2 separate regions of the Sus scrofa genome follow, and region 1 is linked to region 2. The links are chromatin contacts, called in public HiChIP or PLAC-seq maps. All regions are on one chromosome and are shown on one strand. Each heading gives the region's core, a stretch centred on a gene start, on an enhancer-like site or on the middle of the called end of the contact. The rest is flanking DNA. Distances are from core to core; before and after follow the strand shown. Region 1 has its middle 150 kb from the start of FGF1. Region 2 has its middle 65 kb from the start of SPRY4.

Region 1 (4,528 bases), core at 1,573-4,072, 260 kb before region 2:
GTTAAGGACCTAGCACTGTCACTGCAGCCACTTGGATGGTGCTGCGGTGCGGGTTCGATCCCTGGCCCAGGAACTTCCATATGCTGCTGGCATGGCCCCCTCCCCCCACCCCCCAAAAAAGTCATTTTATGGTTCCTTGATCAACAACTACCCTAAGGGAAAGGAGACGAAGGAACAGAACAGGACTGAGTAGGCCAAAGCCTCAACCAGGCCCCTGAGGATGACTTGTGGAAGTGGAAACTCAAAGGCTCCCCTTTTTGTTAACTATGGGGGAGCACTGCTCTTGACTTGACGATTCGTGACCGCCTCTTTCCAGCATCTGTGGAGCTTGACCCTGGCCCCACACTCAGCCCCACGCTCTTAGGCTCTTGGCTAGTGGGGATGCAGCAGTCATCACGCCAGCAAGTGTGTCAAGCTAGGATTCCACCCCCTGCCACCTGGACCTGTGCCTTACAGATTCTACCAAGCCACTGACACCGAAGACACAACCCCACGTGGACTCTCGAGTTCTTCCCAAACCTCAGGCATCACCCAGTCTGCTCCATCTCACTACATGACGAGGGTATTCTGCCAGCTGCTCAGTCTGAAAACTCCCTCTCCCACCCATCTCCAAACCATCAGCCAACCCTACTGACCCCTGACCCCTGTGCACCACTCCCACTGGTCCAGGAGAACGTCCTGCCCACCTGCATTACTATGGAGCCTCTGAACTGGCTGCTCTCTTTGCTCCCAATCTATCCACCTTGTAACATATAAGCCAAGTCAGGTTCTTCAGCCTCCTTGGTTCTAGATCCTCCGGGGGCTTCCCTGCTTCTCGTGCAGTAAAACTTCACATGCATGCCCGTCTCCAAGGCTTCCTCTTCCAGCTCCCACCTCCTGCACCTATTCCCTAGCTGTGCTCCAGCCCCTCCCCGCTCCCCAGCTCCACAAGCGAGGCAAGCGCCCAATGCCACCGGCACTGCTCTTCCTCCAGCCATCTGCTCCTTCACGTCCTAAAAGGCACCATTGAACAGCCCTGGCCAGACACCTTCCCCGACTACCCCCTTGCCCCTACTTTATTTTCTTCATAATATGTATCCCCACTGGACAGAATAGGTCTTTATTTTTTATACATTTTTGGGAGCTGCACCTGCAACAAGTGCAAGTTCCCAGGCTGGGGGGTGGGGGCACTGGAGCAACAACGCTGGACCCTTAAGCAGCTGTGACGCAAGAGAACTCCACTATGCATTTATTTTCACTGTCTGTCTCTCCTCCCTGAAGCCTAAGTTCCATGAAGACAGGATGTTTTCTCCCTGGAGCAGAGCTTGGTACAGAGCAGGCAAATACCTGAGAAACGCAGGATGTGGCCACCGCCTAGCTCATGTGTGGCATGAGGTCAAACAGCTACAAGTGCCACAGAAAACTCAGTCACCTAGCAAAACGTGTTGTGTCCTTTTTCACAATTAACCTTTTTGTTTTTTCTACCAGGAACTTTTAAAAGAGCCAAGGAAAAGGAAGGTTTCCATTTGTTGGCAGAAGCAGGGGGGAGGGGGGGACATTTATTGAGCTCCTACTATGTGGGAGCCCTAGTCTGGTTCTGGAATATAGAGTCAAGATAGCTAAGCTCCCTGCCTTGCGGAGCATACACTACAGAGGGGACATGGAGGCAGAGATTCCAGCCGAAGAAGCTGGAAAGAAAGAATACCATCCATGAGCCAATAAGCTTGTTTCAAAGAATGATTAATAACACATATTTAAAGAAATCTTTCTCAACATTACCAGCAAAAAGATACCTGTTTTACTTATGAGTTTCCTTCCTAGCCTCCTGCCCCACAAAAAATCCTATACTTAGAAATATCCATACATTTCATACATATAAACACAAGTCGTCCATCTCAGAGCAGCAACTATATTAATTAATTAATTAATGGCCTCCCCTGTGGCACGTGGAAGTTCCCAGGCCAGAGATCGAACCCATGCCACAGCAGTGACAACACCAGGTCCTTAACCTGCTGAGCTACCAGGGACCTCCCTCAGAGCAGCAACTTTATGACTTTGTTTCAATGATCAATCATACCATGTCAAAGCCAACATCTCTTGGATATGGATTTAGCAACTGATCCTGTACTCTGCCATGAGTCTAGAATGTATCTACTGAAGTTCAGTTGACAATGCTTCGCCCATCTTCAAAAGCAAACTCTGCAGTTCTTTCTGACCTATCACGGAAGATGCTTCAGTACACTGCGGAGGAGCTGCATGCTTTCATTTTAATAGAGCTGGTGAAAATCCCAAATGGATTCCTCAGTTCACAAAACTGAATGAAAACCCAGAACCCCTTAAAGTAAAAATAGACGCATTTGGGAATCACAAGGGAGATGTTACTTATTCTCTGAGCCTTCAGCTTCTGCTACTCCTAGCGGTGGGAACCTACGCTGTCATTCCAGTTTCCTATGAACTTGGCAGGACTCTGCGTCCATTTGGAATTGTAATAGCCCGGCTTTCAGTTTGGGGAGGAAGGAAGGAGTCACTGCATATTCTCCTGGGGCTCCTCGGGCTGAATCCCAAGAAGCCGAAGCTTAAATGTTAAATCCCAAAGGAAAGGGATAACGCCATCTAATGACTTTACCTGGTTAGGGCCCCAGAACCATGTTTGGGGCTCTCTTTGCGGGTCTTTGGTAATGTTGCCTGCTGCAAAAATTCTGATTCCTGTAGTAGGTGCTTGGGTTTTGTCTGTTTGTTTTTGCAGTTACACACAGATTTTATACTAAATACCCTAGGCATTTCAGACCAACAGTTCCAGGGTGTGGATGTTCTTACTGCTCAATCCCCACTCCCACACGCTTTAGGCTACAGGAACTGCAAAGCAAGCCAACCAACTCGCCCTCCACAGCCTCTCCAGCTCTCAGCTCCTAGTGTCATGGGCAGACAAAGGAACTAATGTACAAAGGAGGGGGGGACCCTCAGACAGGATGGGAGGCAGGAGGTGCCCCTGGTGGGCTTAGGGCAACCCAGGTAAGGGGCAGGATGCAGGGAGGTGGCTCAACTGAGCCCTGAATCTGCGGCTCCCTCTCCCCTACTTTTGTTTCCAAAGAAGTGATTCGATTTGCGTGCAAACACTTACATTCCACAAACAAGCCGTTTCCTCTTCCTTGGGGGAAGGCGATGGAGAGGAGGCAGAGGAAGCACGCACCTCTTCAGCAAGGAGGGCTGCGTTCACGGCCCTCCTCCACCCTCAGCTCTTCAACCCAGGGCTGCACTCTCTTCCCCACTCGATGTAAACAGACACAATACACATCCCCTATCAAAGATGCTTGTAAAATCATGCAAGGATTTCCAAATTTCACTTCAAGAACTACATGCATCCAAGGACTTGAAGTCTGGACCATGCTTGGGAAATACAAAAACGTAACATACAGTCTTCCAGTGAAATCAAATTTCTAATAAGCACTCAGTCTAAGAACTGACTGAGGCGCCATGATGCTAGCTAGCTATTGCAGGCATGTAATTAGACGTGTACTGATTTAAATTTTGTGGGTTTCTTGCCATATGCCGAAAAATACATATGTATGTATTATAAAATGTAGTAAGTTATCTATTGCTCATATATATATATATCACAATTACAAAAATACTGTATACAGAATATTTTTTCAGGGTTATATTCTGCCTCAGGCCCTCAAAACCTCAGAGGCTCTAAGCCCTGGGCCTTATCAGCCTAACAGATATACTTGGGAGGTAAATTATTCTCTCAGAAACAAAGAAAAAATACTAAGGTAAAAAGTTTGCAAACACGGGTTAATCCATGGATTACCATCAGCAGCAATTCAGTTTGGTTGGGGCTCCCTTGCCAACGCAAAATCTCTACTAAAACCCTGGACTTCACCCACTCCCCTTGGGCCTTGCCATAGGAAGCAGTAACCCCCAGGCAAAGGTTTCTATTTCAGATCCACTCTGGTCCCTGGGGACCCTGCCCTGGGCTGTGCTTCCTCAACCACTTGAATCTCATTTCTCCTGCAGCTGATTTTTTTTTTTTTCCCAAGATGTTAACAATTTCTGTGGAACCATCTGGAAGTTATTAAGAAAGTGTCCCAGGTCCTCTGAGGCAGCTGGCTACGGCCTCTTGCCTCGTTTCCTGTGTCCTGGATGTCTAAGTTGACTTTCCTAAGAAATTTGGAATATTAGCTTAAAAAAAGAAACAGTCAATATTTTTCAGGCGTTGAGCTCTTGCAGCTTAATTTAACCGCCTGCGACTTCGCATCTTGAGTTCCCATCATTGGCCCCTGCTCTGGGAAGGATGAAGCACGTCTGTTTTAAAAACAGCAAGCCCAAGTGGTCAGGGGTGACCCAGAAATCCAGACTTGCCCACCCTTGCTGGCTGGCCTCACAAAACCTTCCTTGTGTTGCCACTGCCCCTGAGCCACTTCCCCACCTCTGACCCCACCTCCAAATTGAGAGGCTCCCCACCACCACCACCACCCCGATCTTGGTCCAAAAGCAAACACTAGTTAGTACAGCTCTCCCAGATGCTCTCCTAGCATCCTTGAGGGGA
Region 2 (4,405 bases), core at 688-3,187:
CCCCAACCCAGGGGAAGCCAGCCTGCTGAGGATCTGGAAAGTTCCCCGCGGGCAGATAGATGGTAGCTGCCCTTCAGGCGCAGACCGAGGCCAAGCCACAAGCTGGGAGGACAACGCGAGCCTAAGCCTCCAACCAGGGATGCAAATTGTCCCCGCAGAGCCTGGCCAGGTCAGAGGGCCCCCCCTCCCCAGAGGAGCTGGAACTCTGAGTGACAGCTGAGTGGGGAGAGAGCCTCCAGCATCCCCCCAAGTCACCGAGAGGTCTCTGAAACAGGTGGCTCAAATTTCCTTGAAAACCCAGAATAATCCCCCATTTGAAGTGTGCGCGAATCTTGTTGTCACCACCTCGTATTAATAGGCAGGCACCACAGAAGGAAAACGGGGTTTTCGGCTGCATTTTTGCACGCTGACTTGCCTGACAAGCTCAATAAAAGCTTAAATAAATATTAAAAAACACACAGAAAGTCAGGCTGGTTTAAATTAACTTCCCAAGCACTTCACCTACTGTAGGAAGAAATTATAATAAAATGTCAGAGCAAAAATAAACCGCGCATGGAAATAAAAATAAAACATAAAATGCCCTCTTACAACTAACTGCTTGGTACGATTTAGCTCCTAACAACCTATCATTGTGCGTGAAGTTTCCACAGGCCGCAAGTGTATTTGGGCCTTAGGAATGTTGACTCTGAAAAATTCATATTTTAACACCTTGGGAAACAGTTCCCTGCCCGGAAGTCTGATGGATGTAAACCATTAAAGACTTTTTCTCCGTTAACTCTGAAATCATAATTCTCCCGAACAGAATATGCAGCCTGACACATGACCCCAAATGCCGTTTCTCTTGGGCTTTCTCCTCCTCCGTCTGCCGCGGGCCAAGGAAGGAATTGGAGGCTGAGACAGGACAGGTTCAAGGCCATATGCTGGAGGCTCCCTCAGAGCTCTGAACCCGGGGCAAGAGGCCTTGTAATCCCTGGGTCCTCCTGGGCTGAGGCGTGTCGCATCCTCAACACGGGTGCTGACACTGGGCCGCATATACCGAGGGAGGGGAGGGGGAGGGAGAGGGGTGCTGGGTGTCCAGAGTGGAGGAAAGAAGACAGACAGAAGCCTGAGGAGGGGAGAGGAGGGAAAGAGAAAAGGAAGGGAGGGGGAGGGGAGGAAGGAGGGGGAGGGAGGGAGGGGGCAGGGAGGGGGAGAAGGAGGAGGGGAGGGGAAGGGAGGAGGGGGGAGGGGAAGGAAGGAAGGAGGGGAGGGGAGGGGAGGTGGGGGGGGGGCGGGGGGAGGGAGGGGAAGGGGAAGGGGGAGGGGAGGGGCAGGGGAGGGAAGGAGAGGAGCAGGCAAATGACCTCCTGCTCAGCTGGTTCGTGGGCACAGGTTCTCTGAGAGGCTGGCTGCTCCCTCTGGGTTGGTTCCACCAAGCTTAGCTGGCCCGTCATTTTCTTTTTTTTCTCAGCGTTGGGCAGGTTCTTCATCCCTTTGCTGTTAAGGTTTGTTGAAGTACCACTGACAGACAGGGTGTGATCTGCTCTGCTTCCGACAGCGAGTCTGGGGGGTGGAGTAGGCCTGGGGGCCCTCCTGCTCCTCCTCCCCCGCCCCCGCCAGGTTTCTGTCGCCCCTCAAAGGCCACCTCTGGGAGGGCTTTTCCTGGCGGGTCGAGGTGGAGCAGCCTGGCCCGGCCCTCCGTGTCCGGCTCCCAGAGAGACTTTCCAGGAGGAGCCCCGCTCTCCTCCTTCCTCCAGGGTCCTGTGGGAGCTCCCCCAGGGCCCTCGGGCATCCAGGAGCGGAGCCCAAGGAAGCCGATGCCAGGAGCAGGCAGCCATCTGACACGCACAGGAGAAGCTGGACTCGCGAGGGGCTGCTCCATCGGCGACACGGGTACAGACGCATGTGCCGCCTCCCTGGTGCGTCAGTTACCACCTGCCCAAGAGGCTGGGAGTTGATCTACCAGCTGGCAGGGCCTGGCAGCCTGGCCAGAGATGTCAGCCTGGGCATCCCCTTAGAGTGGACTGGCTGTGGAGGGGCCACACACACACTCACACCACACACACGCACAGACACACTCAAACACATGCACACACACACTCACATGCACACACACACACACGTCTGGAGCATCTTCAGGGCCAGTCTAGAGGGTGAACACAGTCTGAAAAATGCAACCATTTCTCTAATCTGCTTGTGCGGATTGTGCCAGAAACAAATACCAGCAGGCCTGGAAAAAAATGTTTCTGTTCATTTGCCTCGGCTCTGAGCCATCTGCTCCAAAGTGGAAGGAAAAGAGGAGGCACGGATTCCGGCGCTGTTTTGTCTGGCTCGCTGGACACTCTGCCCCCTTCACCTCTGGGAGAGAAGGATGGGGGGGCCCTGCTCTTTGGAGGCCCCCCCCCCACGGAGAACCTCAAACGGCCCCGTCCGTTTCCCACAAACAAGTTTCAGAGGCGGAAACTGGCCCTGGCTCCCTAGGGCAGAAACGGAGAGCTCAGCTCTCAAACAGTTCCTTTGCTTGGTAACAATGCGCAGAGGAATTTCCACAAATCCCCTTCGCTGTCAAGGCTTCCGCTCCTCAACTTGGGAAAAGAGAGCCTGGGACCTTCCCCCGCCCCCACCCTGTGTGATCCCTTGGCTCCTCGACGACGGGGCTTGGAGACCATCCATTTCCCTTCCCTATTTTTCCTCCTGGAGATGAGAAGCACTCAAGGCCGAGCAGACGGGCAGAAGAGGCCTGGCCAGTCCAGCAGCAGCCCCAAGAGGCTGTTCTCTTGCTTCAGAGAAAAAGGGAGCTTAAAGGGAGGGATGGGAGGCCCCAGGCAGGAGAACCCCCCAGCTCCAGCCCACCCCCAGGGTCTGTCCTGGCTCTACCACTTCCGAGCTGTGTCACACTGGGAGCTCACTTGAGGTCCTGTCTCTCTAGGCAGTCATGGCGGTCCCATAATGTAGCTTTATTTTATTTTACAGGTTTTGCTTCTCCTTTATTTATTTATTTGTCTTTTTAGGTCCACCCCGCGCCATATGGAGGTTCCCAGGCTAGGGGTCCAACTGGAGCTGTAGCTGCTGACCTACACCCCAGCCACAGAGACTCGGGATCTGAGCCGCATCTGTGGCCTACACCACAGCTCACAGCAATGCCGGATCCTTACCCACTGAGCGAGGCCAGGGATTGAACCCAAGTCCTCATGGATACTAGTGGGGTTTCTTAACTGCTGAGCCATGACAGGAACTCCACCATAATGTAGCTTTATAAAGCACTTAGCACAGCTGGCACAGGGCAAGAACTTGGTAAGTGTGGTCTGCGGCAGCCAACCCAAAAGTGTGCTACCTTGAGGCTCCCCTGCCCAGCAAAAGCAGAACTTCTGTGCCCCCCAGGGCCTGGGAGTGTCCCCCGTCCCATGTGCACAAATTGCCGTTACCCCCTGGGGTCAGCTCAGCTCTTGTGCTCCAGCTCACAAAGCCCCTTGGAAAAAAAACGCCCCAAACCTACACTGATGTCTCCGTCTGCAGTGCTTCCATGATGCTCCTGGAGCTGCCCACCCATTTCCGGGAACAGGTGGAGTGTGGGTTTCTGAGCAGAGGCCAGGAGGTCCATGGCAAGTTCTGGACCTCACTGGACCACCTGATCATTAGAGCAGCTGGTTTGTAGCCAGAATTGCACTGTCTCTGGTCTAAGCTCAGCTCTCAATTCCCACTGTGCACTGGGGGGAATCATCTACCTTAGAGGAGCCTCAATTTCTTCTAATGGAAAATGGGAGGGTGATATGGGCTGAACTGTGTTCCCTCAAAATTCCTATATTGAAGTCCAAAACCCCCAAGGTGGGGTTTCCGTCGTGGGTCAGTGGTTAACGAATCCGACGAGGAACCATGAGGTTGCAGGTTCGATCCCTGGCCTGGCTCAGTGTGTTAAGGATCTGGCATTGCTGTGACCTGTGGTGTAGGTTGCAGACGCGACTCAGATCTCGCATTGCTGTGGCTATGGCACAGGCCGGCAGCTACAGCTCCAATTTGACCCCTAGCCTGGGAACCTCCATATGCCACAGGAGCAGCCCAAGAAATGGCAAAAATACAAAAATAAATAAATAAATAAATAAAAATAATAAATAAATAAGCCCCCAAGGTATTTGGGGATAGAGCCCATAAGGAGACAGTAAAGGTTAAATGAGGTCCCAAGGCTGGGGCCCCACTCTGAAAGAATTAGTGTCCTCGTGAGAAGAGGAAGAGCCATCGGAGCTTGCGTGCTGAGTACAGAGAAGACTGTACAAGGACACAGGAAGAAGGCAGCTGTCTACAAGCCAGAAAGAGAGGCCTCAGCAGACGCCAACCCTGCTGAAACCTTGACCTTGGACTTGCCGCCTCCAGAACTGGGAGAAAATCGAGTTCTGTTGTTTACACCACCCAGGGTGTGGCATTTGGTTAC

What was found. HiChIP or PLAC-seq counts read pairs in DNA pulled down with a chosen protein or histone mark.
Region 1: an H3K27ac HiChIP or PLAC-seq map of skeletal muscle shows a contact between it and region 2, with 10 times the contacts expected there. The contact joins two enhancer-like sites. A contact is called at or near these places in 1 of 47 Hi-C or Micro-C datasets (retroperitoneal adipose tissue) and 1 of 2 datasets of contacts at active chromatin or transcription factors (skeletal muscle).

What each region holds. Positions count from the first base shown.
Region 1 is chr2:144,084,640-144,089,167 of Sscrofa11.1, reverse strand. No RefSeq gene overlaps it. Among named protein-coding and RNA genes, the nearest start is that of FGF1, 150 kb to the left of the region's middle. Within about 2 kb of position 2,822, at least 11 of the 83 cell types and tissues checked have an H3K27ac peak or open chromatin away from gene starts, as enhancers often do. A contact at or near this core is called in retroperitoneal adipose tissue and skeletal muscle, where this site is marked.
Region 2 is chr2:143,823,818-143,828,222 of Sscrofa11.1, reverse strand. No RefSeq gene overlaps it. Among named protein-coding and RNA genes, the nearest start is that of SPRY4, 65 kb to the left of the region's middle. Within about 2 kb of position 1,937, at least 40 of the 83 cell types and tissues checked have an H3K27ac peak or open chromatin away from gene starts, as enhancers often do. A contact at or near this core is called in retroperitoneal adipose tissue and skeletal muscle, where this site is marked.